Linked DNA regions of Salmo salar: region 2 is linked to region 1. The links are chromatin contacts, called in public Hi-C maps. All regions are on one chromosome and are shown on one strand. The core of a region is the stretch at or near the end of the contact, and the rest is flanking DNA. Distances in the headings are between cores, read along the strand shown. Region 1 holds the start of LOC106601823 (parvalbumin beta 1-like). Region 2 overlaps LOC106601832 (serine/threonine-protein kinase LMTK2).

What was found. A called contact is a pair of places that touch in the nucleus more often than the background predicts.
Region 2: a contact with region 1 is called in a Hi-C map of muscle, with 2.8 times the contacts expected there. The contact joins the enhancer-like site here to the promoter of LOC106601823 in region 1. A contact is called at or near these places in 2 of 3 Hi-C or Micro-C datasets (gill and muscle).

Annotation. Positions count from the first base shown.
Region 1 is chrssa03:79,474,849-79,480,833 of Ssal_v3.1, reverse strand. It overlaps LOC106601823 (parvalbumin beta 1-like), which reads left to right and starts at 2,990. Exons shown (of 5, transcript XM_014194221.2): 1 at 2,990-3,273; 2 at 4,089-4,155; 3 at 4,335-4,467; 4 at 4,647-4,756; 5 at 5,471-5,765. The coding sequence starts at 4,095. The coding sequence ends at 5,496.
Region 2 is chrssa03:79,539,290-79,545,274 of Ssal_v3.1, reverse strand. It overlaps LOC106601832 (serine/threonine-protein kinase LMTK2), which reads right to left. Exons shown (of 14, transcript XM_045715546.1): 5 at 5,046-5,164; 6 at 4,537-4,624. Among protein-coding and RNA genes, the nearest start is that of LOC106601789, 45 kb to the right of the region's middle. Within about 2 kb of position 3,629, at least 1 of the 13 cell types and tissues checked has an H3K27ac peak or open chromatin away from gene starts, as enhancers often do. A contact at or near this core is called in muscle, where this site is marked.

The sequences.
Region 1 (5,985 bases), core at 1,741-4,240:
TCAACGCAACGCTTGATTTCCGAGTTGCGCTCATGACATGCGGCACCTGAGAGAACATTTGAAAAAGGTGGTGTCTTACACATTGTTGGATTACTTTATGGAGCAAAAAAAGGATTTAGTTTAATAATGGAGCATTTTCTAAATTCAAACGAACCACCTGCAACTAGACATGGAAGTTTAAAAGACGTGTTGTCTTCATGGTCGGGGATTGAGGAAGTATCACTAAGAAAATGTTGGTTGAAAATTCTCTGTGCAATGCATTACAGTAAGTAACAATCAGCCAGCTGGAACAGTAATAATGGTCTGACTAGCCAAAGTTTTATAAGCTACACTAAACCAACATCCCTCCCTCCCTCCATCATCTCTCTCTCTCTCAGGCTGTTCCTGTAGAACTTCTCTGCCGGTGCCAGAGCATTCACAGAAAAAGCGACCAAGGGTTTCCTGGTAGCTGGGGACGAGGATGGTGATGGCAAGATTGGAGTTGACGGTAAGAGAACTTTAACCCAGCTCATCATGGTTGAGGGACACTGCAGGGATGATATGTTGGTGTACTGGTAACAAATAAATTGGACATGTAGCTGGGACCCAGAGTCTTTCCTGACCACATGACATTAACAAGGAAAAACAACACTAGAGGAGATTTGCTACATTGACTGCCTTGTGTTTATAAGAGCAAGAGGTTTTTGTCTTTTTTTCAGTGCTACTACAGCAGGTGGACACTGATTTTCTGATTTGTTGACTGCATCGTATTATTCAAACATGAACAATAAGGTCAATATTCTTGGTTGAGCATATTTTGCACAATACTAATGATAATTTTACTCTATCCACTTTTCACAGCGTTTCTTGCCCTTGTAAAGGCATAATTGTCCATTGACCAAGATCAACCGCTTTTCACAGAACCAGAACTCCTAGCAAGAATCATTAACTTTCAGCTAAATTCATATTTTTATTTATCAACTGCCTGCGGACTATATTTCTCAACATGGAGCACAATGTCCTTGTAGTGTATTGTTAATGTTATTTGGATGTGTTATAATGATCTGAAAATGGCTTGTGCAAATTGTACAATCATATCTACACTTTCGAAAAAATAGTGAAAACCCAGTAATAAATACTATTTTGGTGTAAACATTGTCTTTTCAGCTTAGACTCTCGATGCTTTGGAAACCAATGTGGGGAGAAATAAGGCTGAGTTCGAGATCTATACTGTATGTGCTGTCTTGTGAACTCCTATGTCACTATCACACTAAGACAGCACAAACAGATCTGGGACTCAGGCTATAGGGGAACATTTGAGGAGATTTCAAATGTATCCTGTGTGTTTATCTATGAGGTCATTGCTAGTGTGAGGGGTTATGAGGGGAGAAAGAGAGAGCGAAAGAGAGAGAGAGAGAGAGACACGTGCACCTGTTTTAATAATGCCCAGATCGGAGAGGGGAGTCCTGTAGGATTTGGACCAGGTCCTGGCATGCTTCTAGTGTGGGGGAAGTCCTTGGGCATCACTGGTATACTTCCTAAGGGATTTGCAGAGGATATATTTCACATTACTCTAATAGAGCCTTGCAGGTCTGCCAGCCTGCTGCCCCCTCATGGATTCTCCCTCTCTGGATGGCACTTCCACTTTGGTGAACAGGACAAAGTGCTGGAGAAAACTGACACTGCAACAGAATGGCCAAGAATAGCCTTGTGTCATTATGTTGAATCAGGGGGACATTTTAAATACATGTTAAATACAGTGTAACCAGTGTGTGGGGTTCCCTTATAAATACTTAAGGAGATGGTGGTATTTTCAGTCATGTCAGACTGTGTTTATCTGCATAATTTGTGAAAATTTGTGGCACATCTTGCAATTTATTTGTATGTTGTTTATTTTACATATACTTAAAAGTTACTTACAGTAAATAATTTACAGTAGCTAACTTACAATTGTCCTATTATAGCTTATCTGAGATAATGAATTCCATATCCTCTCATTTAACAGTCAAAACATGTACACAGACTGTGTTGAGCCAATCAGTGTATCACTGACCCCATTGGTGCAACATAGTAACTACCCAACTAAGAAATGTATCCGTAATTCAACACTCAACACTTTTGCGACATAAGCGTGCCGCAATCAATTCATTTTCCAGACAGAAAAATAGGTGTCGTGAAGGTTTATCCCCGCCCCCACCTCCAGTCAGAGATAGGACAGTGATGCCACCTGCAGAAAAAATATAATGTTCGCTATAAACTGTAACATACATTTGCTGTAAAATTGCGTAATGAACAGTTAAACATTATGGTGGAATGGTGCATTGTTTTCTATCCAATAGCCAATCCATGTGAAAGTAATAAACAGTATCTCGACGTTTGTTTTGGGTCATATTTTCCTTTATTTTCCAAGTACTCTGAGCGATATAAAGGGTAACAAAAAGATACAAATGCAAAGGACTTGAGCGTGCAGTATAGGCTAGACATGAAGTATAGTACAATGTACTGTAGGCTACGCCACATGATCGCATTACCTTTGTAGGTTTACAGAAGCGGCAGGTACTTTTTGGCTATGCAGATTTAGTCCGGGATACACCAATGAATGTGCAAGATTATTGGGATCATGGGTAAATTTGCTTTCACGAGACATTGCATGATAAAATCTTAGGCAATCTTAATAATATTGCAAGTAAATTGCTCTCATGTAAAATATTAAAAGTTTAGTGTAGCCTCATATCTTATAATATGAAAATATTAAATCATAAAAGCATAATATTTTCTCTAAAACAACACGGTTTACGCACATCCAATACTTCACCTTAATGCAATGAATGACTGGAAACTCTTTCAAAGACATTCAGAGTATCACAAAATCGTTTTAAACAGACCTCTCAAGTCCAGCATATTACATGAAGACTACAACCCTCCTTAGAAACCTCACCAATGACCGCGTTGGTAGCATATCCATAGGCTACACGAACCTCTCAATATAAACGGTCGGAATCTTTTTAGCAACCGTCGATTCCATCCCTATCACTCAGCAGAACATATTCTTAGCAATGGGGGATATTATGGACTTTTTTCAAACGCACCTTTTAAGCATCTTCATTTATGAAACTTAAAATAGATCGGATCTCTTGCCAGTGGACAATCCCCCCACCCCCTCCGGTGTCGGTTACATTATGCCTCCAATTTCGGTTGAGTGAAAGTATATAAGGTCAGAAGTATCGATGGGAACATCACTCGCTGCAGTCGCCTGAAGTCTTCTCTATCAACCGTTCATCAAAGACGTCAGAGGTGAGTTTCAGAGCGGTGCGAAGGAAGTACAGGAACCCAGGATCCAGAAAATTGCAGCAGCATCCAGGCTTTTTCTGTACATTTTATCATATGCGCACTTTACAATTTACGTGGGACTGCAAGCCGTTGTGTCATCCAAAACACCCAAAGGCTGAGATTTTGTTTCTGTATTTTTGGGCTTTATTTGGACGCACCCCGGAGCGGGACGGATTTGGACAATTGCAAATCAGTTTCTCAGATGGAACGTTTGGAATGCAACATCAACATCTTTATCAAATACCCACATGTGCAGTGGGCTGCCTTAACTATCAGGGCTTTCCTTTTGGGAACCACTAAAAATGTTTCAATTGGATTTGATATGAATTCCCAAATTACACCCAGTGGTTGAGACTGACACATTTGAGGGCAGCTTGACACATTTGATTTGATCTCATTGCGTTATAATCACACGGATGGTGAAAGGGGCTCTGCTATTACTTAAAGACCACCAGCCAAATGCTGGTAAACAGTGGCGGGTCGGTTTGAAATATTTGTTTGACATCCTGCGTGATGAAGTGGATTATCTATTTTAAATGAAATAAGATGGGTTGAGTTGTGCTGAAATTTTGTTTGGTAGAAAGTCTGAGTGTTTGGTGATTTGTTCATATTTTTTATCATTATTTTTGTGCACTGGTATTGCACAATATAATAATAGTTACCTGGTAATAACCTCTCAAAACATGTTGTAGATTAAATGCAATGCTCAATACCGAACGTTGACATGCTAAATCAAAGTTGTATTAAAGTAACAATTTCTCCCTTTTTTCAACATTCAGCTCAAAATGGCCTGTGCCCATCTGTGCAAGGAGGCTGACATCAAAACCGCATTGGAAGCGTGCAAAGGTATGCCCTAGTTTGTTTACTTCCCCCTCCACCTAAAAAGCCATTTCAACCCAATTATGTTGTATGATAAATGTGAAATTAGCAATATGAACACACGATTACCTCTCTAGGCTGTAGTTGCATTGTGTGTTACTTGCAGGTTACACAGTAGACATATATCCTTCATATTTGCGTTACAGCCGCCGACACCTTCAACTTCAAGACCTTCTTCCACACGATTGGCTTTGCCTCGAAGTCCGCCGACGACGTCAAGAAGGCTTTCAAGGTCATTGACCAGGATGCAAGTGGCTTTATTGAGGTGGAGGAGCTGAAGTAAGAGCCATGCACCATTACAGTACAATTAACAGACAATTTATGAAATCAATGCAGGAGACTGTCCACTTTATTCAATTGTATCGGTGCGCATGCATTCTAAAAGTCAGTGTGCATCGGTGCATTGGCCTGCATACATTCAAATGAAACTAAACTAATATGTGTGTCTCTTTCTCCAGGCTGTTCCTTCAGAACTTTTGCCCCAAGGCCAGGGAACTTACCGATGCAGAGACAAAGGCTTTCCTCAAGGCTGGTGATGCCGATGGTGATGGCATGATTGGAATTGATGGTACGAAACGTAGCATACATGGTTAATCAATGCGTTAACCAATGTCACTTGCATACAGTGGTGTAAAGTACTTAAAAGTAAAACTACTTTAAAGTACTACTTAAGTAGTTTTTTGGGGTTATCTGTACTTTACTATTTATATTTTAGACTACTTTCACTTTTACTTCACTACATTCCTAAAGACAATAATGTACTTTTTACTCCATATATTTTCCTTAACACCCAAAAGTACTCGTTACATGATGCACTTATCAAGAGAACACATGGTCATCCCTACTGCCTCTGATCTGGCAGACTCACTAAACACAAATTCATCTTTTGTGAAATTGATGTCTGAGTGTTGGAGTGTACCCCTGGCTATCTGTACATTTTAAATACAAGAAAATAGTACCATCTGCTTTGCTTAATATAAGGAATTTTAAATGATTTATACTTTTACTTTTGATACTTAGGTATATTTAGAACCAAATACTTTTAGACTTTCACTCAAGTAGTATTTTACTGGGTGACTTTCACTTTTACTTGAGTAACTTTCTATTAAGGTATCTGTACTTTTAGTCAAGTATGACAATTGGGTACTTTTTCCACCACTGCTTGAATATTAATAACGATGTTTATGATCTGGTGTCAATCTATATTAAGGCCTAAGATAAGAAAGTAAATTAATGTTATAAGACACTGGAAAGGGTTAATGTTTGTATTTTTCTTTTGCAGAGTTCGCTGTATTGGTTAAGCAATAAAGAGCAACTGACCAAGAACTCACCTGAAGGAACAATATTGCCCAAGACCTCCCCATTTCATCTGAATATAAATACTTTTTATACATTTACTTGCAAGAAGTTTCCTCCTGTGCAGCACACTGTCCAAAATGATGATTGTGAATGTAGCGCGGATGTGTTCATGTCTGATATGAATTTTGCTTACTGTAAAATCTATGATGCACTTTTCAGGAAAGGACGATAGATAAAAAATAATCAATATTCTTTTGGAATAAAAGGTCTTTGTATTATTTCCTATTTAATTAATCAAATGTGTTTATCTGAGTTCAGATGCCATTAGTTTAACTTCACACCCATAAAAGGAACCGGTTTATAGAACTGTAATTGAGAAAACGCCTGCCATTTTATTCGCTATAAATTATACATAATAATTCATGACACATAGTCTATTTGTCATGTTTTGCTGATAAAAAAAACAGGATGATCATTGTGCAAGTACAAGTTTACGCA
Region 2 (5,985 bases), core at 2,380-4,879, 64 kb before region 1:
ATAAATTGCTCAGAAAAATATATTTAGTTTAACAAGTAATTTTTCTCTCAAAAAGATAGGGGTGTCAATAAATTTGACCCGTTTTCAATACCTCACCTTGCGAGGATAACGCCAATGGGCCTTTCTCTAAAATGTTTTAAGAGTTGGACAACACATTGGTAGGGATCTTAGACCATTCCTCCAAAGGCTGTGCTTGGGGGCAGTGTCTTGCTGGAAGATTCACTTGCGGACAAGTTTCAGCCTCATGGCAGAGGCAACCAGGTTTTTGGCAAAAATATCCTGGTACTGGGTAAAGTTCATGATGCCGTTGGGTGTTGACCTTAACAAGGACCCCCAGGACCAGTGGAAGCAAAATTGCCCCATAAGATTAACGTCCACCATCATAATTTACAGTAGGCAGTGTTTCCGCTGCAACCATTTAGCTGCGGCACTGCAAAGTCATTGCCGCTACACTAAAAAAATATAGCATCTTTCTGCCAAGGCGCACTTTGAAGATGCTATAACAGTCCACACTAACTTTTCCTCTGCAAAAACAATGAGTAATGACTAGAAAAACCAGACAGCCCCACAGTAGAATATTTGATATATTTCCTTAGTCCGTTTGTTGTTGTGTTTTTTGCGAGATAAATATTCCTTTCAGGGTGCATTCAAGTTGCCAGTGTTATAGGAAGGGACAAGCAGCCAATTCTTAATGCAAAACAGCAGTTTTAAAGGCATTTGTTAAAAAGAGCTTTCCATTCCTACTTTATTTCTTATCTCCAAAATGTGTGTGAACTGCAGCATTGTAAACCCAGAGTTTTAGCAGCGGCATGGTTAAGAACATTAGCACGCCACAAGTCACTGTGAGTGCATAGGGGAGTGTGGGGCAGAATGTAACAGGTCAATTGTAGAGTAACTTGGGGTAAAACACCACCCTACCGGAATATTTTCTTTTTGTAGTGACTTAAATTCTGATGAGACCGATTACATTTTTTGCTGAGCAAGAGTAGTGGCCACCAGGGATAGCGTTGGGGGGTAAATGGTGACATGACATGGCTTCTGTAAGAAGTGCAGGCAGGGGGTGTTTTATCCCATGTGGCGTATGACCTCAAGTTACCCTAACTGGTAGGCAGGCCTACATAATATTCAGTGTTTATGCACGTTTTTGGAACATCAAATTCATCAATATGATACTAACTAATTAAAAGATCACATTTGGGATCTAACTAATGATTAGATCAATAGGATAAATGCAGATAAGCAACCCCAAGATTCAGACTATTTATAGCCACTATGCTGTTTTCAGTTGGCCTACAGGTGACGATGCTTATTGCTAATAGCGTTCCTAAAAATATGGACCATGCATAGGCTATATTCACAATGGTCCAATATGTTAAAAAAAAATAATTAAACAAATAATTTTAACAGTATGTTATTAGGCTCATTATATTTTAGACAGCATGAGCATTATTTAATTTTTCATTCATTTGCAGTAGAAAGTCCCCAGAACTGAGCTCCTCTATCTTTCAATATAAAAATTCTCTGGGGGGACCCCCTCCGCAACTTTTCCCCCCAGAGCTCCCTTTTCATGTCATCCAACAAATGTAAACGCCTGGAGTTTGCTAAATGGCATTGGTACTTGGATTGTTTGGTGCTTTGGTCAGATGACATGAAAATAGAGCTCTTTGGCCACGCACACCAGTGGTGGGTTTGGCGTTGAAATGAGAATGTATGAGCAGAAAAGAACCCCATACCTACTGTAAAATATGGTGGTGGATCTTTGATGTAATGGGGTTATTTTGCTTCCACTGGGGCCCTTGTTAAGGTCAACGGCATAATGAACACTACCCAGTACCAGAATATTTTTGCCCAAAATCTGGTTGCCTCTGTCAGGAGGCTGAAACTTGGCTGCAAGTGGATCTCTCAGCAACACAATAACCCCAAGCACACATTAAAATACACAAAGAAATTGTTAACTGGCAACAAAATCAACATTTTGCAATGGCCATCTCAGTCTCCAGACTTGAAACTACTATAAAACTTATGGTTCGATAAAGGATATCAAGGATCTGGAAAGATTCTGTAGGGAGGAATGGTCTAAGATCCCTGCCAATGTCTTCTCCAACTCATAAAACATTTTAGAAAAATGCTCAGTGCCATTATGCTAGCAAGGTGAGGTATTGAAATGTGTGTAAATCATTTTGACCACAATCTTTGATATTTGAGTTTAATATTTTTTTTTACTTTACTTTTTCCATACAAATATCATGACACCTAAATAATTTAATAAAAAAGGTGCCAAACACCCCACCCATACCTTCCGGATGGTGAGTGACAAAATAAGAAGTCCTCAAAGCTCCTCCATAGACCAGATGCAACAACTGTTGCAGAGACATCAGAGCTGACCTACCTCATCAAGTTAACACCTCCGGCCAAGATGACCCGCTCAGTTACAACGTCCACTCACACCCTCCTCTCCAGCCTGAAGTTGTTTAACGACCACAATAACATTAAGTCATTAGCCCAACCCCATCTCCGTCCTCTGGATGTCGATTAAGAAAGCCCCTTCCTACAACCAGTTAGAGGCCTCTGCTATAGTAGCGGCCAGTCAGTCACAAGGCACAGTACCAGGCAGAGAGAGAGCGCTCTGTCAGAGATATGGGGGGAATCCCTCCTCCCTTTAGAGGCTAGATCTGGGTTAGGGTCTAATTTATAGAGGCTAGATCTGGGTTAGAGTCTAATTTATAGAGGCTAGATCTGGGTTAGGGTCTAATTTATAGAGGCTAGATCTGGGTTAGGTTCTAATTTATAGAGGCTAGATCTGGGTTAGAGTCTAATTTATAGAGGCTAGATCTGGGTTAGGGTCTAATTTATAGAGGCTAGATCTGGGTTAGGGTCTAATTTATAGAGGCTAGATCTGGGTTAGGGTCTAATTTATAGAGGCTAGATCTGGGTTAGAGTCTAATTTATAGAGGCTAGATCTGGGTTAGGGTCTAATTTATAGAGGCTAGATCTGGGTTAGGGTCTAATTTATAGAGGCTAGATCTGGGTTAGGGTCTAATTTATAGAGGCTAGATCTGGGTTAGGGTCTAATTTATAGAGGCTAGATCTGGGTTAGAGTCTAATTTATAGAGGCTAGATCTGGGTTAGGGTCTAATTTATAGAGGCTAGATCTGGGTTAGGGTCTAATTTATAGAGGCTAGATCTGGGTTAGGGTCTAATTTATAGAGGCTAGATCTGGGTTAGGGTCTAATTTATAGAGGCTAGATCTGGGTTAGGGTCTAATTTATAGAGGCTAGATCTGAGTTAGTGTCACTTGAGGGCTCCCACGTGTGCACACACACACACACACACAAAGGCTGACACACACACAGTAAAACCATCTATGCAAACAAACACGAAGCCCAACAGTAAACACATTCAAGACAAACACACACACACTATATCAAACACACACACACACACACACACACACACACACACACACACACACACTATATCAAACACACACACACACACACACACACTATATCAAACACACACACACACACTATATCAAACACACACACACACACACTATATCAAACACACACACACACACACACACACTATATCAAACACACACACAGGCACCCTCCCACGCCTCACTTACACACGCGTAACACACACTAAACCGAGGGCTGATGCCATTGCGGGTAACAGCATTTCAGATGCACTGAAAAATGAGCTCTGGCCGAACTGAATCAGAACATACCATCCACATGCCTGACTTACAGCCAGCCTGTCACCCCGAAACACAGAAATAAATACCTCAAACTCCCAGCTAATCCTTAAAGACAGGCAGGAACTAATCAACAGGGTAATGTTATATTCTACCAAGACTGAACTTTGACGCGCGCACACAGCACGAGTTCACAAAAAGCACTATTAGGACCAACATATTGCCGTGTGGAGAGAAAACACACAAACACAGCAGGATGTGGGGTAAATGGAGCCTGTTTGCTGGTTGAGGGAGGGAATGTGAGCTGAGACGGGTCCCTGATGAAACCTGCTGCTATGCAGCTCTCTGGTCCTGGGCAGGCACAGGGGCAAGAAGGGCCCAGAATAGATCAAGAAAAACACTAGATAAATCAGGCCATGATGGACAGCATTGACGGAGTGCGGCTCCCCAATAACCCAAGACGGATAGGCAAGCTAATTTAAGATGCACGGCTAAACGAGGGGGGGCTTGTAAGGCCAGGTGATTGGGAGACTAAATGATGTCTACTTATTGGATGGCGTTGGAACTGGAGTCTAAGCTGCCCACAAGCAGAGCTTACCACAGTCAGACCGACAGGATGGTCTAATTACTCCCTTCCACTCTGATCATGAGTTCGGAAAAATGCCCGGCATGTTGACATATCATTTGGTGGCAGCTGTGGGATCCATCCAAAACATGTTCTGATGTTTTGACTTTTAAAAGGGTTCACTGATAAACTATAATAGGTACTGTATATTGACTCATACGATCATAAATGATAGTAAACTCTGGGTTGCACAGTAAATGAGGACACTCACCAGCTCGCAGTACTCAAAGACCAGCAGGAAGGGGATAGCCTCCACACACTGGCCCAGACACTGTAGAATGTTAGGGTGCACCAGAACTCTATGAAGAGAAACACCGGTTAAGACAATCTACTGTAGTCTAGATCACTGATGTGAATACTGGAGGACTACAGCCCTCTTCCAGTCCCATTCTGTTACTAAAGACTAGTGAAATAAGAACACTCTGCAGTGTCCAAGTTAGAAGGCAGAGGGTGCTGCTCCACTAGGAGAAGTGAGGTGTAGCTGTCATTATAATACCTTAGTTACTTTATTCAAGTACTGAAAGATCTGTTATTTAGATTCTTGCCATAACGCATTTTCTAAATTAATCTGGTGTGTTCCATTTAGCCTATTGTTGGAACTGGGTCTTTGGAAAAATTGTCCTGAAAACCTGAAAATGACCCTGATATTGCCATGACAATATAATAAATGGCCAAAATGCCCCTTTTCAGCCTCTCCCAGCAGACATGCCAGTAGCTCACCTGTAAGGGTCTCCGTGCTGCAGGAAGTCATTCTGCTCCATGGCACTTGCGTTAGCCTTCAGCTCCTTGACCACCACCTTGGCCCCACCCGGGTCTGTGTAGATCTCACTGAGGAGGACCTGGACACACACACACACACAGGTTAGAGTGCGGGGAAGGAAACGCACAGAAAGCATGGGTGATGTCTGTTATGGGTCGAGCCAAAACACTGGTAGTTTGTAGAAAGGCAGGAAGCCAGCTCTTTCTGAAAACAAGGGCAGGATGGTGGGGATGTAGCTAGAGGATGGGGATGTAGCTAGAGGATGGGGATGTAGCTAGAGGATGAGGGGGGGTGTAGCTAGAGGATGAGGGGGGGGATGTAGCTAGAGGATGAGGGGGGATGTAGCTAGAGGATGAGGGGGGGGATGTAGCTAGAGGATGAGGGGGGGATGTAGCTAGAGGATGAGGGGGGGATGTAGCTAGAGGATGGGGGGTGTAGCTAGAGGATGAGGGGGGATGTAGCTAGAGGATGAGGGGGGGGATGTAGCTAGAGGATGGGGGGTGTAGCTAGAGGATGGGGGGTGTAGCTAGAGGATGAGGGGGGGATGTAGCTAGAGGAGGGGGGTGTAGCTACGGGATTGGGGGGTAGCTACGGGATTGGGGGGGTAGCTACGGGATTGGGGGGAGCTACGGGATTGGGGGGGAGCTACGGGATTGGGGGGAGCTACGGGATTGGGGGGGAGCTACGGGATTGGGGGGGAGCTACGGGATTGGGGGGAGCTACGGGATTGGGGGGAGCTACGGGATTGGGGGGTAGCTACGGGATTGGGGGGGTAGCTACGGGATTGGGGGGTAGCTACGGGATTGGGGGGGTAGCTACGGGATTGGGGGGGTAGCTACGGGATTGGGGGGGTAGCTACGGGATGGGGGGTAGCTACGGGATTGGGGGGTAGCTACGGGA